Regions from separate parts of the Mus musculus genome. Here region 1 is linked to region 2. The links are chromatin contacts, called in public HiChIP or PLAC-seq maps. All regions are on one chromosome and are shown on one strand. Each heading gives the region's core, a stretch centred on a gene start, on an enhancer-like site or on the middle of the called end of the contact. The rest is flanking DNA. Distances are from core to core; before and after follow the strand shown.

Region 1 (3,766 bases), core at 363-2,862, 140 kb after region 2:
ACTAGCCTTGGTCCCCCACAGAGGGGGCCATGCTAGCCTAGGTTCACCCATGTCAGATTAACAACAGAATGGGGGAGGGGGTGGCTCAAGGGAATCCTCTTTCTGATCCACTTTTCTTCCGTCCCACCAGCTCACTCATCCCTTCCTCCATTTTGACACGTTTACAGTTCTTATCTCCATCAGCTGTGTCTCAGGCTTGCCACACAACAGTGTAGACGCTCAGATAAGTCATCCTGGTACCCAGCAAGACCTTGGAAGAACAGTCCTAAGCAGGATGCAAAAGTAAACTTTTCCCCCGTTGGATTGATTCAATCCTGGTATTTTTCTGAAGTAAAAATAAAAACAAAAACAAAACAACAACAACAAAAAAAAAACCAAACCAAAACAAAACAAAAAAAACCTAAACCCTGAATGGCATACCTTGCTATTGTGAGAGTCCGTGGACTTTGTTCATCGCTTCAGGCAGAAAATTCTCTTTTTTTCCATATTGTTCACCATCTTGCCTTTGGGATTTTTTTTTTTTTTTTTTGATAGAGTCTCAAGTAACCTGAACTGGCCTCAAACTTGCTATGTAGTAAGAGGTACCTCGAACCTCTAACCTCCTGTCTCCACTTCCCAAGTGCTGACATTATAGGCATGTACCACCATTCCTGGTTTATGTGGTACATGCAAGCCTGGTCAGCACTCTTCCAATTAAACTTTACCCATAATCCTTATAATACATTCTTCTGGTTGGGTCTACATGAGTTCGGCCTGTCTTCATTCCTCTTAAAAATGATTTCCTCAACAAGCAAGGGTGGAATAGTTCCACCACAACAGACCTATAGACAGTTTCATGGGGGGAAAAGAAAGACAATGTTCTATTGTTTTTTTTTTTTAAAATAACTATTCATTGACTATGTGTGTGAGCCTCTGGGGGGTTATGAGCACCAACCACCTTTGCACAGTGACCATAGAAGCCAGAAGGGGGCTTCAGAGCTCCTGGAAATGGAGTTGCAAGCCACTGAGAGGCACTGCATAGGTCCTGGGAAGCTAATGTGCACACCCTCTACAAAGGCAGCAAGTGTTCGCAGCTGCTGAGCCATCTCTCCATCCCCAAGATTTTTTTTTTTTTTTTTTTTTTGAAATCGCTATGTACTAAATGGTTCCTGCAAGCAGCTATTGCCGATTGCCACTTTGCTCTGCACCTGGGAGCTGCATTTGACTGTTTAAGTGGTTCTGTCCCGGAGCTGCTGAAATGCCCAGTGGAACCACAAGCACTCCTTCAGACTTCCTGTTTCCCAAGAGCAGGCAACAGGGGTGTCGATTACAGCTCGTGCAGGCCTGGGGCAGGGAGGCCCACATGTCCTGTGTGTTTTCTATCTGCAGGCTCCGTACAGATGGTGAGGTTGTTCCCACAGCAAATCTGCCACCAAAGGGGATAGGAAATCTTGGCAGGAAGCTCTCTCAAGCACCAGGGGAGAGTCTCCCAGTGACCTTGGCCTCCACCCAACCCTTTCTCACTACTAAATGAGGAAAGCATCTTGAACAGATTCTGCCAAGACTGATGGGACTTGGGCCTTTCTCAGCGCTGGAATGTTAGGTGAAAGCAAGCAGACACATGTTAACAACTAGACACAAAACAGCTTCGATACTATTCAATCACAACAAGGGAGCCCTCTTCCTGGAGGCTCCTAGCCACGTAGGAGAGAGACCAGCTTTCCTGGGTGTGTTCGCCCGAAGGCATTCGCTTTCTCTGGCAAGATCTTACGGTTAACCAAGATTTCCATGGAGTGAGCAGTCCTTGGCAGAAGAAAAACAGAAGCAAGACCACAAAATATTGAAAAGACTCCTGAGGCTGGCGTGGAGTTAATAATCACTTGTACAAACGGGCGGAACTGGTCTCAATGGGGCCCAGAAGCAATGGATGTAGGGGTATATGATGTGGCATCGCGGGGTTCGCACAGGCAAGGAAAAATATCAGCGGTCTATTCTTTTCCATCTCCGAGGCCACCCTCAGGATAGCTGCTTGATGGTCTTTGCCTCCAGACCAGGCCTCCCCCAGCCACTGGAGATGCCTCAGGAGGTCTGACCCACTTAGAGCTGGAGGTGTAGGGCTGGAGAGATAGCTCAGAAGTTAAGAGCACTGACTGTTCTTCATAAGGTCCTGAGTTCAAATCCCAGCAACCACATGGTGGCTCACAACCATCCATAACGAGATCTGACACTCTCTTCTGGTGTGTCTGAAAACAGCTACAGTGTACTTACATATAATAAATAAATAAGTCTTTTAAAAAAATAAGGAAAAAAAAAGGTAGGTGGTAGACTTCCTAGTGCTCAAAGAGACCAGGGTTTGAGTCTCAGCCCTGGACTTGAGATACATAGACTGCCTGGGAACTCCCTATGGAGCTGGGAACAGTGTTGAAATCCTGATCTCCCTTCCTCTATCTCCTGAGATCCTGTGTGTGTGCCACCATAACTGGGCAAAACTGCTAAGGTGTCCTCAAACAGTCTGTCCCTGTCAGGACACTTCCAGATGAAAAACCTCATCTCAGGTTCACCTCAAGCTACAGGGTTCCAGAGGCATCTGCATCCTTTGAGGTCTGTCCTTGCCTCTGTGCGCTTCTCTTTCCCTTGTGCCTCCTGAACACCATCACAGATCCCCAGTTTGCTGTCAACCTCTCAGTCGACTCTGCTCTACTGAGAGGTTTTTCTGATGTTCCTAGTTACATTTCCAGATTCCTGAAGACAGATAAACAATACCCTGCTGTGGATTAGCGCCTGGCTTAGGCAGAACAGACCCACTCTCTTTCCCAGACGCCCTCCTGTCTCCCTTATTCACTTTCAGTCAATCAGTGTTTTACCACTCATACATTTATTTATCTTGCTGGGGGAGGGGAATGTGCCCACCTGGAGCTTTCGAGTGGAGGCCAGAGGTTACCTCACAGGAACTGGTTCTCTCCGCCCACATCAGGTTTGGTGGTGAGGGCCTTTACCTGCTGAACACTGAATTTTAAAACAAAACTCATCAGAATAATCTTAAATAACCCTTCTCATTAAAGCCACCGGTGTGGGTGGGTGAGTGAATGTGAGTGTGTGTGGGGGTATGGTTATCTGTGTGTGTGTGTGTGTGTGTGTGTGTGTGTGTGTGTGTGTGTGTGTAAACAGACCTGACAATCCTGTGGGATGCGGGAAGAAAACACAAGAGCCAATCATAATAGCTTCCTTTCCACTTGTGCATTAAATTATGTCCAAGTATTTTACAAATACAATACTTTGACTAGGCTGGGCAATGGGACTAGTTCACGTCTCTAATCCCAGCCCTTAGAAGGCAGAGGCAGGCAGATCTGTAAATTCTAAGCCAGCCTGGTCTACAAAGTAAGTTTCTAGGACAGTCAGAGCTACACAGAGAAACTCTGCCTCAAAGAGCTGAAAAAAATTATGTACTATGACTGGGATAGTGGTACTTGATCCAAAAATTTTGTACTGACCCACAGGTTTCTACCTAGAACCCTCCTATGTGCCTCCTTTGGTTTGTCTTTATGACAGGGTCTCATGTGTGCTAGACGGGCCTCCAACTCCTGATTGGCCTGTGTCTATCCCTCACATGCTGAAGTTTCAGGCAGGCCCACCATGCCCTGTTTTCCCAAGAAGGTATAGTGACTCCCTAGAGGGACTCTAGTGCCACCTTTCTCAGTAGATTTTGCCTGATTTCCAAAGTGTCTCAACCCCAGTCCATTGTATCTCTTATTATAACAAATGCATGCTTTGGGCCTTGTAATTTAGA
Region 2 (3,602 bases), core at 486-2,985:
GACATTTTCACAAGAACAAATGAAGAAGAAATACATTATTCATGGGGAGGAAATTTTAAGGTAATAGGCCAAATTCTAACCAAGGGCAGGTTATGATAATGGCCATTTTTTTAAAATGTCAAATAAAGTAGATGCTTTAACAATTAAAATCCTCTTCACTTCATGTTGAGAGCTTGGGGCTGGAGACAGGATCAGCAGTAAAGGCACCAAGGCTGCCGAGTCTGATGACCTCAGTTCGATCCCCAAGAACTGAGGAAGGAGAAGTGGAAGGAGAGAACAGCCTTCTGCAAGTTGAGATCAGACTTCCACACACAAACACATATACACACCTACACACATACACACAAACACACATACTCACAAACACACATACTCATATAAACCACACATACAGGCTCTCTCTCTCGCTCTCTCTCTCTCTCTCTCTCTCTCTCTCTCTCCACACACACACAAGCACACACATCTAACACACACATATCCTCACACAGTCACACAAATCACACATGTAAGCACTGGTATACACCACACACACATACTCACACAAACACACAGGCACATATACTTACACAAACCACACATGCAGGCACTCACACACACACACATACACACACACACACACCTAGAATACTGGTGGCAATGAGCTCATGTGCTGACACTGAATATCATCTGGGGCTAGGAAAAGCCTAGCTACCATGATGCTTTGACCTCCCGGGAGGACCTCAAAGTGGCTACACTACACACTGACCTCCATCCTCTACATACGCCTGGAGGATGCAAAAAAAGTACTGCATCTTGGTAAAATAGTTTTCATAAATATAAAACTAAACACAGCCCACTGCTGGTGGTGAACACCTTTAATCCCAACACTTGGGAGGCAGAGACGGGTGGATCTCTGAGTTCAAGGCCAGCCGGATCTACAGAGAAAGTTCACAGAGAAACCCTGTCTTGGAAATAAAAACACATGCTCATCTAACTGTGACCCTCCAATCCCATTCCTCTGTTCACCCGATTCAAACATGTGTTCATTCAAAGGTTTTAGGACGTGTAGAGTAGCTGACCTGTTGTCACCCTATGCTGGCAGCTAGGCTCACCCACGGATGGAGAAGCAGGAACTAAACACTCACATTCTAGAGTACTTTCCAGGAAAGAAGAAGGCACTGACACGTGCAGTGAAGTGAACACAGCCCATCACAATCAGTCGCAGAAGCCAAGCAACAGTCTACATGTCACGGCTTTTCATTTGCAGCGGTCTGGAGAAGGCAAAACTATGCAAACAGAGCCAAAAGTTGAAGAATAATACATGTAAATGTATACGTGCGTGTGACCCATACAGCACTCAAACTCATCAAGCTGTATTTCAGAAAAAGCCATTTTCACTCTCTGAATCTGAGACTTTAAGGGAAAAGAGAGAGTTCTTCAATACCAAAGCAGGACAGCAAGAGGAAAAATGATGCTGGACCATGTGAAAATGTAAAACTTGTGCTCACTGGGGCTGCAGGCCACAGAGTGGCACCCTTCTGAGTGGAAGATGATTACATACACGCCCAGCATCTGATGAGGGCCTGATATGCAGAATATATAAAGAACCACAACCCAACAGCAGCAAAGACGTTCCAATAGTAGGGAAACCACTTCACTCATCATTTCTCTACAAACAAGGAACCGAGTCACTAGGAGTGGGCCTTGGTTTTATAGTCTGACCGCACTTCCTGCTTAGTCTCTACTTCCTGGCTCCCGAGGCAGAGTGAACAGCTCACCAGCCTCCCGTGCTGACAAACTGTGCTTTCCCAACCATCATAGACTGTACCTCCTTGAGCCAGAATAAACGTTTCCTTCCTTAAGTTGCTTCTGTGGAGAATTCTGTCCCAGCACAGCTTGCAGGCTTCTTACAGAGGTGCCTTAGAAACGTTGCTCTCCAAATATGGAGATAAAGTGTAGGGCAGGGACTGAAGGAAAGGCCATCCAGAGACTGTTCCACCTGGGGATCCATCCCATATGCAGTTACCAACCCCAGACACTATTGTGGATGCTGTGAAATGCATGCTTGAAAGGAGCCTGATATGGCTGTCTCCTGAGTGGCCCTGCCAGTGCCTGGCAAATACAGAGGTGGATGCTCGCAGCCAACCATTGGACTGAGCATGGGGTCCCCAATGGAAGAGTTAGAGAAAGGACTGAAGGAGCGAAGGGGTTTGCAACACATAGGAACAACAACAATATCAACCAATCATACCCCCCCCCAGAGCTCCCAGGGACTAAGCCATCAACAAAGGAGTACACATGGCTCCAGCTGCATATGTAGCAGATGATGGCCTTGTCAGGCATCAATGGGAGAAGAGGTCCTTGGTCCTATGAAGGCCCCATAGATGCCCCAGTGTAGGGGAATCAAGGGTGGAGAGGAGGAAGTGAATGGGAAAGAGGAGGAACACCCTCATAGAAGCAGGGGGAGGGTGGATGGGATAGGGGGCTTCCAGGGCGGGGGAGCCAGGAAAGGGGATAACATTTGAAATATAAGTAAAGAAAATATCCAATAAAAAGAAAAAAGGAAAAGGAAAGAAATGTTGCTCTCTGCCTGGCTATCCGGTGGCTATTTCAGTGTCTAACCCATTTGTGGCCTCACCTGATGAATGTAGGGTACAGCTCAGCGTTCACTAGGCAGACCATCTGCAACACAATGGTGGCTCCCATACGGCCAAGACAAGCGAGGGTCACATTCAACCAATGCAGCTCTAGGAAGAAACAAGAAGATAGTTGGAGCAAGAACACTCTCTGGATGAACTGGAGCTGACAGAGGAGAAGCCTGACTGGACTGGGCTAGTTAGGACCACTGACAGCCTCACTTGGCTATATCTTCACTTAGTAAACGGATGCCCAAGAGACTTGGGGGACTTTCTGATGACATATTCTAGAAGGTTCCATCATGCAGAAGAAAGACTGAAGTGTCTGCCTCCACCAGCTGTGCAGAAATGAGCTATGTATTTCTCTGCACCTTCGTTTGCTAAACCCCCGTGGAGTGAATCTACACAGCTTGCAGGCAGTTGTGAGAGTCAGGGGTAACATGAATGCCCAGCCTGGCCACAGCAATGAAACTCTGGCTTGTAGCTATTACACAGGATGATGTTGTTAGCTCGGTACCTGAGGCACAGGTAGTGTGGTGTAGCCCTTGAACTAAACCTCAACCTAGACTTCATTTCCAAGCAAAGAAAGGAAGGTTTTGCACAGGGAGGGAGGGAGGGTACTGCGATTTATCACCCATTGCTCGGCCTGCCTCGCCACCAAAGCTCAAGTGCCCATGACTCTGACCCAGGTGCCCTCCCTAAGAAAGTCTCTATATTTACACACATGTCATCTTGGCCCTGTCCCCAGACACTGACTTCACTAGTGACATCTCAAAGAGAATGGAGACTTCTTGCCCGTGGGCACAACATGATCTCAGCTCCACTGCTCTGCCCACGGAAGATCCACACCAATTAGGCCACTGGAACTTGCTGGCATCCTTGCCCTCAGAGGACAGATACCTCTAACCTGTACTTCAGTCTGCGGCAGTCAAAGATCCACGTACACAGAAGTTTAGCTAAGTCATTCCTGCCAAGGCCACCAGTGTT

What was found. HiChIP or PLAC-seq counts read pairs in DNA pulled down with a chosen protein or histone mark.
Region 1: a contact with region 2 is called in an H3K27ac HiChIP or PLAC-seq map of T-cell acute lymphoblastic leukemia, with 3 times the contacts expected there. The contact joins two enhancer-like sites. A contact is called at or near these places in 30 of 484 Hi-C or Micro-C datasets (ECoMG myeloid progenitors, the G1E-ER4 cell line, the N1E-115 cell line and 15 more), 5 of 115 datasets of contacts at active chromatin or transcription factors (CD8 T cells, T-cell acute lymphoblastic leukemia, extraembryonic endoderm stem cells and 2 more) and 2 of 9 other capture datasets (adipose tissue and liver).

The regions. Positions count from the first base shown.
Region 1 is chr17:12,792,814-12,796,579 of GRCm38.p6, forward strand. The region is part of intron 1 of Airn (antisense Igf2r RNA); the gene reads left to right. Among named protein-coding and RNA genes, the nearest start is that of Igf2r, 25 kb to the left of the region's middle. RefSeq lists an enhancer at 1-257. Within about 2 kb of position 1,613, at least 112 of the 459 cell types and tissues checked have an H3K27ac peak or open chromatin away from gene starts, as enhancers often do. A contact at or near this core is called in T-cell acute lymphoblastic leukemia, bone marrow-derived macrophages and regulatory T cells, where this site is marked.
Region 2 is chr17:12,654,321-12,657,922 of GRCm38.p6, forward strand. Slc22a1 (solute carrier family 22 (organic cation transporter), member 1) reads right to left here. Exons shown (of 11, transcript NM_009202.5): 8 at 2,618-2,726. Among named protein-coding and RNA genes, the nearest start is that of Slc22a1, 20 kb to the right of the region's middle. Within about 2 kb of position 1,736, at least 53 of the 459 cell types and tissues checked have an H3K27ac peak or open chromatin away from gene starts, as enhancers often do. A contact at or near this core is called in T-cell acute lymphoblastic leukemia, bone marrow-derived macrophages and regulatory T cells, where this site is marked.